Regions from separate parts of the Sus scrofa genome. Here region 2 is linked to region 1. The links are chromatin contacts, called in public Hi-C maps. All regions are on one chromosome and are shown on one strand. The core of a region is the stretch at or near the end of the contact, and the rest is flanking DNA. Distances in the headings are between cores, read along the strand shown.

Region 1 (4,514 bases), core at 925-3,424:
TGTCCCTATTCTCTGGAACACAGACCCAGCTGAAAATACAACCAGGACACTGGGTGAATTGTCAAATTCCAAGAAACACTATAGGAATTTAGAGGAAGGATGGAGTCTCACAGGAGGTCTTTGGAGAGGAGACTGGATTTCAGCCGAGCAGTGAAAGGTGGGTTGAATTCTTCCCAGAGAAGGCTGTGGGGCAGGTCACTTCAGCAGAAGGAAGAAAACGTGTAAAGAACCAAAGCCAGGAGAACAAACTCTATTCCAGAGATGGTGTGGGGAGCAGGGAGGCAGGGGTCACAAGGGAAACAGAGGAACCACAGACTGGAAGGGGGCCTTGGAGCCAGATGCTGAATGCAAGACCAAGGCCTACAGCTCTTGTGTGACAGGAGCCCCTGAGGTGTTCTGCCTATGGAAACGGAAATCATAGACAAGGCATTTTAGGAGTTGCCGCTTGGCAAAGCGGGTTAAGGATCCAGCATTGCTGCGGCTGTGGTGTAGATGGCTGCTGTGGCTTGGATTTGATCCCTGGCCTGGGAACCTCTGTATGCAGCAGGTGCCGGCATAAAAAAGAGAAAAGAAAAGAAGAGAAAAAGGAAAAGAGAAGAGAAGGGAAAAAGAAAAGCAAAAAGAAACTTTAGATTAAGGAAAACATGACCCTGGCATTGTGGAGGGTGAAATGGAAAGACTAAGAGGAGAAGGGACAGCTAATTAGGAGGCTGCTAAATGCTCCAGGCAAAGAGTGAGGGCTCCTGAGCTAGGGTGGGGGAGTCAGATGGAGAGGATGAAATTGAATCGAGAGGGTCATAAAGGAAGGACCCATAATGAACGGTGCAGAGGTGCTGAGAAGCCATGGAAAACGGACCCAGGGAGGCACTTGAGGGGAGTCTTGAATAATGAACAAAACTCAGGTCAGCGGAAGGAAGCGGGGAGAGCAATGCGAGGAAGGATAGCTCTTCAAGGCGACAAGACAAGTTTAAGTAGAAGTTTTCTACACACTGAGGATGAGGTCATTGAGCTGAAAACAAGTTATCTTTTTTTTTTCTTTCTTTTTTTTTTTTTTTTGGCTTTTTACCTTTTCTAGGGCCACTCCCGCAGCATATGGAGGTTCCCAGGCTGGGGGTTGAATTGGAGCTGTAGCCGCCCGCCTACACCAGAGCCACAGCAACATGGGATCCGAGCTGCGTCTGCGACCCGCACCACAGCTCACGGCAACGCCAGATCCTTAACCCACCGAGGAAGACCAGGGATCGAACCCGCAACCTCATGGTTCCTAGTCGTATTCGTTAACCACTGAGCCACGACGGGAACTCCAGCAGTTATCTTCATATACATCATACATCCCTTTTGCCTTCCTTCTTTTGGTCCTCTTAAGAGTTCTGCACTATTAACCCATTTTGCAGATGAGAAAATGGAGGCTCAAAGAGACTGTACACAGACTGGCTACATAATATGTGGGGCATGGCGCGAAATGAAAACATGGGACGTCCTTTTCAAAAACTATTAAGAATGCGAGCAGTGACACAGGATCTCTGTGCATGGGGTCCTGTGTGACTCTACAGCGCACATGCCCACGAGACCAACCCCAGTGCCATGACTGTCCCAGGTTCATGGCTGGAGCTGCTCTCTAAGGAAGGGGGTTGACAAGGAGGCTCCATCAGCGTGGGTCTCTGGGCAGCACAACGAGTAGAGCCCTGGATTTAGATGAGAGGCAAATATCTTATTGTTTTAAGCAATAAGGGGGTTGTTTATTACCAAAGCATAATGTGGCCCTTGCTGAACGACTCACTAAGGCTCCGAATCTCTCACAGCACCTAAGGTGGAAACCTAGGCATTGAGCCCAGACCTCCTGGGTCTTTGCTCCACATGCACATTTTCCCCCTGCAGGTCATATCTCTTAAGGGGTTGTGAAGCCAAGGTATTGGGGCACAAGCGGATTTTTACAAATGCAGTACCTTAACAAATAAAATATAATAGGAACTGTCCTTGGGTATTACACAGTGCAGTGGCATTTTCCATGAAAGCTTTTTCAGTACATTTGTATGCTCCGAGTCACCATATAAAATTTACTTCTTGCTATGGATCATTGTCAAAAAATTTTAAAAGCCACTGTTCTACATCATGCTTTTCAGCACAGGAAAGGAAAATAAGTCTACGCACGTCGCCCCAATGACTTGGAGACTCATAACTCCTTTTAAAATTAGCTACACGGGAGGAAACTTGGGTCCTTATTGCCAACATGGTTAAGGCTTTGGACTTCTACAGCTTCCCAGATAAGAAGCGTTCTAGATTTTATCCACTATGAAACTCAAACTTTGTAATGCGCCCCTTTGACTCCGTTCATCCCCCACCTCCTCCATCCTAACTGTTATTCTGCCCGAAAGGAACCATGAAGTCATCGCTTCGGATACAGGCAACAAACCTTCATTGTCTTTTGACACCAACTGACAAATTCCGGGCACAGATGTGCCCACTGGGGCAACGACTAAAAGGCAGGCAAGAAGCCACAATGTCACCAGTGCTGGGCCTGGCGCCAGGCCTCTTCCTTTCTTCAAATCCTGGCGGGGCTGAGCCCCTCAGAAGTGAGTCATCAAGAAGGCCAGCATCTGCCCTCAGAGAAAGACCCATTTACTCAGGGGAAAAGTCTGCCGGCAAGACTTACACTTTGCTGTGCCAGCAGCTGTCAAGCTGTCCTCTCCCCACTGCAATGGTGGGACCAGACTGCTGCTTAGGACAAAAAGAGTATAAGAAAAGAACCCCAAAGAACTTATTTTCAATTACTTGCTGAAGACTCCCAGGTGTGAGCTCCCATGACTGTGCAGGGCACATGTCTGGGTTTTTGAGTGTGGATATTCTGACTTAACATCTCCGGTTGCCCAGTAAACTGAGGCAGGAAGGATATTACTAATTGCCGACTAATTTTCACGGAGACCAGGACAAAGACGAGGGCCACATCCTCTGCTCCCACGACTTAGCACAGTGTCTGGTATTTGCTGAATAAATGCTAAAGCTCCTTGAAAAGCATTCTCTGATACCTAAAGGCTTCCCAAAGAATTCTTTGACCCACGAACAGGCAACTAAATCTATCTCCCTTTTTTTCTTTGAATGTTGGGGAAGTCAAGGCCCCCAGTGAGATCCAATATTCCAATCTTGAGGATACATGAGGTTTGCCTGTCTGTGGTCTCACTTCCCTTGGTCTTTTTTTTTTTTTTTTTTTTTTTGTGAAGCATATTTTTATTCTTTATTTTTTTAGGGTTGGTTTATTTTTTTAATTACTCAATGAATTTTATTACATGTATAGTTGTACAATGATCATCACAACCCCGTTTTATTCGCTTCCCTTGGTCTTGATTTCCTACTTTTCATCACTTTTCTCAGGGTGGGTTTTTGCCATATTATCCCATGGTTAAAAACAACAACAACAACAACAACAACAACGAAAAAACTGCATGATCCTACCATTGAATACCATTGCAAACCTTCATGGTAAAGTTCCAGACAGTAAGGTGTGTTGAACTCTTTCAGAAAAGAGGTGGAGGCAAAGAGTCATCGCTGAGGTATCTGAAGACCTTTCAGCTTCAAGGCATGAAAAGGGAACAGACCAGCTGCCATGTGCGTCAGAAGGCCTGCGGTGTAGGTCAAGGCTGTAGGCCTTGGGAAGGTCACTCCTCAAACCCTAGCCTCCTCCTCATTAATAAATGAGAGGGACTCTGTTGTGCTTAACACACAAGGCTGCCAAAACCCTGTATGACACCACTTTGTAGTCTGAAACATACACACACACACACACACACGCACGCACGCATACATTCTCACACACACACATGAATATATGGCTATGATCAAGAGGGAAAGCTTTGATGAGATCATATTTGATTTCAGGACTGGCTCATGAACAAATTTTCAAGCGAGTCAAGTTTTCCATTGTTGCATTCCATCTTTCCAGCCTCTCCTCCTAGGTCTTACTCAGAAAGCTACCCCCCTGCTATCAAGCCCAGAGACCCCCACTGGGGCACTTTTCCCTTCTGCTGCCTATAGTTCTCCATCAAAAGCCATCAGTTCTGTGAAAGGTCTCTCCTTATCCTCCAAAGCCCCAGAGATGATAAACTCACCTGATAAACTAATTACAGCTCAAGATGACTGCCAGTGGAGAAAGACAGCTGAACAATTCATCCATAGTACGAAGGCAGTTATGATGAGAGAGGCCCACAGAGGGGGTACCTAAGGGTACAAAGGCTTCCCAATGGAAGGAGATTCATGCTGAGCTCAAAAGGGCAGGAAGAGTTATCAAAGTGGAGGAGGAGAAGGAAAGAGTCGATGTGCAAAAGAAAACAGTTATCCTGAGAACTGAAGGCTGGCCGTGAACTTTAGCTTATATTCCTACTTGCTGCTTTTGAACCACACTGAAGTCTGTAACTCTGACAGCCCCAGAGATATTGCCAAATAAGACTACTGCAAGGAGCCTCCCAGGGTAGGAGCTCTCTGGCTGGTCGGGGAAGCAAGCATGACGGGGCACCGGTGGG
Region 2 (4,711 bases), core at 360-2,859, 190 kb before region 1:
AGTTCTGGGAGTATAAGAAACTTGACCGTGGATCATAAAGTTAGCATGTCATGACATGGGATGTGGGACTGTGTGGTCTAGTATAATTGTTCTGTAGTGAATGGGGAGAGGGCAATCTAGAGAAGGAAAGGAACTTGTGCAAAATCCTTATGACAAAGGAAAAAGGGACCCAGGCTTCCTGACTCCCTGACAAGTAATTCTGCCATCACAGCATCTGCTAACCTGGTCCATCTGCTAACTTACTGGAGATGAATATATCTGTACATTGCCTATCTGCTTTACCTACCAGGCTATTCAGTCCCAGGAGATAAGAATCACATCTTCTATTTCTCTTCCCAGAGCCCTAGTATGTGCTAGGCAAACAATAAATGCCTGGTTATAATGATAGAACACATTAACTGATACAAGATGATGTTATAAGAAATCGGAAGTTCCTTTCATGGCTCAGTGGTTAATGAACCCGACTAGGAACCATGAAGATGTGGGTTCGATCCCTGGCCTCGCTCAGTGGGTTAAGGATCTGGCGTGCCATGAGCCATGGTGTAGGTCGCAGACACGGCTCGGATCCTGCATGGCTGTGGCTGTGGCTGCTGCTCCAATTCAACCCCGAGCCTGGGAACTTCCACATGCCATGGAAAAAATAAATAAATAAACAAAAGAAGTTATTTTAGCACTTTGCCTGCATTACTGTAGTAATGTCCTTGCTATAGCCTGTATGTCAGGTATTCTCATTATCTGTAGGTATTACATGCAAGTGTTTAAAATGAGGAAATGGAGATTTGGAAGTTCAGTAAACGTTCCCATTCTTATAGCTAGTGAGTGGTAAAGCTTGGATGAGAAAGCTTGGGTAAAAGACCATGCGTGCCCTGGTTACTCAGTGTGGCCCACTGACCAGCTGACATCACATCACCTGGGAACTGGTTAGAAATGCAGTGTCTCAGGCCTCTTGAATCACTATCTGCATTTTTAAAAATTATTTGTTATTTTTTGCTTTTTAGGGCCACACCTGTGGCATATGGAGGTTCCCAGGCTAGGGCTCAAACTGGAGCTGCAGCTGCCGGCCTTCACCACAGCCATGGCAACCAGGATCCAAGCCGCATCTGTGACCTACATCACAGCTCACAGCAACAACCCTAGATCTTTAACCCACTGAGCATGGTCAGGAATCAAACCCACATCCTCATGGATCCTAGTCGGGTTTGTCACCACTGAGCCATAATGGGAACTGCCACTATCCACATTTTAACTAGGTCCTGATGTGATGTGTATGCCCATTAGAGTTTGACTGTCTTTGCTCTAAATCAGCACTCTTGCTCTCTGTTGGTTGAATAAGGAGTAAATGAATGATTGCCTTATGGGCAATGGCCAAAAACGAACTGGTCAGAGGAAAATTGTGCTTCCAAAGGAAGGGATCAAAGTGCTCCTTCTATAAATCAAACCTATTCCAAAACAAATGTTCTTTCTCCAGATTCTGTACTGATACTGCTACCCCTGCAGGTTTCCAAAACCACCTCACTACAAACGTTCTAAGGTCTGTATTTATATCCTTGCCGACATGAGAAATTCAGAAGCAAATGCTTTCAGACTGAGTAATAGAGCTGTACCCAGGCTGGGCTCTGCTTGTGACACACTCAATGCGTGTTTTTAGACAAGATGCAGAGGGGAAATTGCCATCTGCTTGGTAACCCATGAGTTACTATTTCCCAAAAATCTAAGCTTTTTTCCAATTCCTTTAACATGAATAGAAACACAAACTTCAGGCAAGAGTCACTTTTGCCCTGGAAAATTCCCCTGACTTTCTAGATACAGTCAGAGGCAGCAGGATCTCAAGGGGTTCACTCAAGGTGATAGGATCATTTTATGCTTGATTGTACGGGTTTTTTTTTTCCAGACTTTTAAGAAAAATGTTCGCCAACGGATCAAAATAAGTGTTTCAGCCTAAATCGTTTTATTTTCCCCAAGCTATGGAAAGGCCCTCCTGCTTCAAGGAGACATGAATCTGGGCAGGCACTTCACTGCCACTCCCTTGTAAGATGGCAAAGAACAATTATCTCCCTCTTTTGTAACCAAATATTTTGGGTCTTCTTCTAATTGTAACTCCTCTGATTCTGTTTTCTCAATGATCAGATGAAGATAGTGGCGGCCACCCTTATTGGGTCTTGATAATATGTATGTTCTTTCATTGCACTGATCTGTTCAAACAGCCACTAACCTAGTGGTTTCTAAACATTCATGAGGATTGAAAAAATCTGTGAGCTTTTACATCTTCAGATCCCATTTCCAATCAGCTTAGTTAGACAGGTCCAAGATAAGACCCAGAAATCAGCATTATCGAGATGGTTTCCAAAGTATTTGAACCCATAGGAATTAAGGACCATAATTTGATGTCTCTCCCCCGAGGCATGTCTCTAATACAAAGTTCAGCTCCCAAGGCAAGAATGAGCTCCCAAACAGGTTAAGCCCAGTCTCAGGTGATGCCCTAGGCAAAAGCCATGACTGTCCTGAGCAAATCAAAATGGGTGTTCATCATAGCTATGATATTCTGGTCTCTATGTTCACAGCTACTGGCTGAATGTGCTCAGTGGCGTAAAAGATGAGTACCTTTAGAGAAAAGACAAGGATGGGACGAGGGAAAGGAGCTGACTGGGTGAGCCAAAGTTAGCATTACTGCTTGACCAAGATGGCAGGGATGTGGGAAAGAGACCATGCAGTGAGAGGAGACACATGCAGAGGAGCACAGCAAGCATCCCTAACTCCTCCGTTGTACCTTAAGGTTGACCCTGGACCGTGGCACCTCTATGCATATACTGATGACACACACTCAGAGCAAGCTTTTCAGGATTCTTGTAATTCTATTTCTAGGCATGGCAACTGCTGCTACCTTTCTCTTTGAACAAAGACTCTGTGGGGTTGACAGATGTGTCAGCTATGGGTAGGTCATATCTTATCTCAGAAATAGAAGGTGACAGCTAATCCTATTCCAAAACAGTTCCTCAAGCCATGGGTCACAGAGAACATGCCTCTACCAGACTCTGCAGCTGGGAAGCCGGGGAGCTTGATCATTAACTGGGGCTTACGAATTGCTATCCTGACCTTTCATATTCAAGGTGACAGCCCCCCCACTTTTTTTGATAAACTATGAATTCTAAGAAGGACACATAAGCAGATGTTCTCTGCATCTTGCACCTACTCTCGGCCAGCCTTGGAGATTATGCATACCTATTAAGAGAGTAAAGTGGGGCAAACCTTGTTAGGCCTTGTGAATTTAATGATGAAAATACTTTGTTGTTTTTGGTGAAATTAATGCTTATTTTATAAAACAAAGAGGTACATAGAAAATTCAATCAATCACTGTTTATGGAAAAATTTTCTATACCTAATATTTTATATATATATAATTATATATAATTTAATCTTCAAACCGAATATTCTATACCTAACATAGGTATAGAAAAATATTCTATATAATTATATGTGTGTATGTGTGTATATATATAAAAAGTTAATCTTCAACACAATAAGGTAGGTTTTATTATCTTAGTTGACAGTATCCCACCATGCACATTGTAAATAGCTGAGCCAAGATCTCAGTGAAGTTCCATTTCATTCTTCACTCACTTTTCTGATCATACCCTCTGATGGCATCTCATTTTACTCATAGGAAAAGCCAAATTCTTTATTATGCCCTAAACAGCCCTATTGTCATTTGCCAGATTTATAGATTTCCCCTCAATCCAGATACATGATTGGACGGTACTTCCCGATTCCACATTTTGGATCAATCCAAGTAATCAGTTCAGTTCAGTGCAGTTTATGTGCAGAAATAATCTGTGTCACTTCCAGGCTGTGTATTGCATTATCCAGGTGACCCCCAGGAAGGGGAGAACTCTTTTTCTTTCCTTATGCCAAGATTAGCAGCAGTGTTACAAATATTAGCTGCTTCATCAGTCTGGGTACTAGAGCGAGGAAGGCAGTGAGAATGTGGGAGCAGAGGCCTCTCTTGGCCATGATGGGCCTGAGGCTTGTAAAAGAATCTTTGAGATTCCAGAGTTGTTGACTACTCCACCATAACCTAGCCTCTCCTGATGGATACAGACGCTTTATTTTATTTTGCTTAACATGTCATGACTCATCATACGGTATAATTATTTTTCATGCTATTTTCTGTCACCCACGCTAAATTGCTCATGCCGTGAGGGCCAGGGTTTTGCCATTTAACCATTGCACCTCTGCGTTCTTTAATCCATAGAAGGCATTATTCATCAATCACAGCACTTTCTCAGGTAAATGCAGGTGAGGTCCGTGATTCCTCTCCTAACAGCAGTGTTGCCAGCTATTACCAGTTGATCAACTCTGGTAAGTTGAAAGATGTCCCTGGTTTATACTTTTAAAAGCAATTCTGATCATTTTTCTCATCTGCTTTTTGGAGAGGCATTTTCTCAATGCCTCTCCATTGCCTCAGAGTCCTTATAGAAAGTGTGTTCACAAAATATTAATCTGTGAAAAAAAGATTTTTGTGATCAAAAAGTTTATTCTACTTGAGATTCCCTGACTCTTTCCCCAAATCTCGAGAACTCCTGCAGGAACCAAAACAATTTGATAACCAGCTTTCCCAAAATCAGTCTGACCACACATAGCATTCTTAACATGATGTTCACTGACCTTCAGGAGAACACACTTGGGGAAATGCTTGTCACTCAAGGCTTTTCCA

What was found. Hi-C and Micro-C count contacts between places; a contact is called where the count stands out from the background.
Region 2: a contact with region 1 is called in a Hi-C map of embryonic fibroblasts, with 1.5 times the contacts expected there. The contact joins two enhancer-like sites. A contact is called at or near these places in 2 of 47 Hi-C or Micro-C datasets (embryonic fibroblasts and fibroblasts).

What each region holds. Positions count from the first base shown.
Region 1 is chr1:255,674,746-255,679,259 of Sscrofa11.1, reverse strand. No RefSeq gene overlaps it. Among named protein-coding and RNA genes, the nearest start is that of TNC, 47 kb to the right of the region's middle. Within about 2 kb of position 2,174, at least 12 of the 83 cell types and tissues checked have an H3K27ac peak or open chromatin away from gene starts, as enhancers often do. A contact at or near this core is called in embryonic fibroblasts, where this site is marked.
Region 2 is chr1:255,866,214-255,870,924 of Sscrofa11.1, reverse strand. The region is part of intron 4 of LOC102161373 (a long non-coding RNA gene); the gene reads right to left. Among named protein-coding and RNA genes, the nearest start is that of TNC, 240 kb to the right of the region's middle. Within about 2 kb of position 1,609, at least 7 of the 83 cell types and tissues checked have an H3K27ac peak or open chromatin away from gene starts, as enhancers often do. A contact at or near this core is called in embryonic fibroblasts, where this site is marked.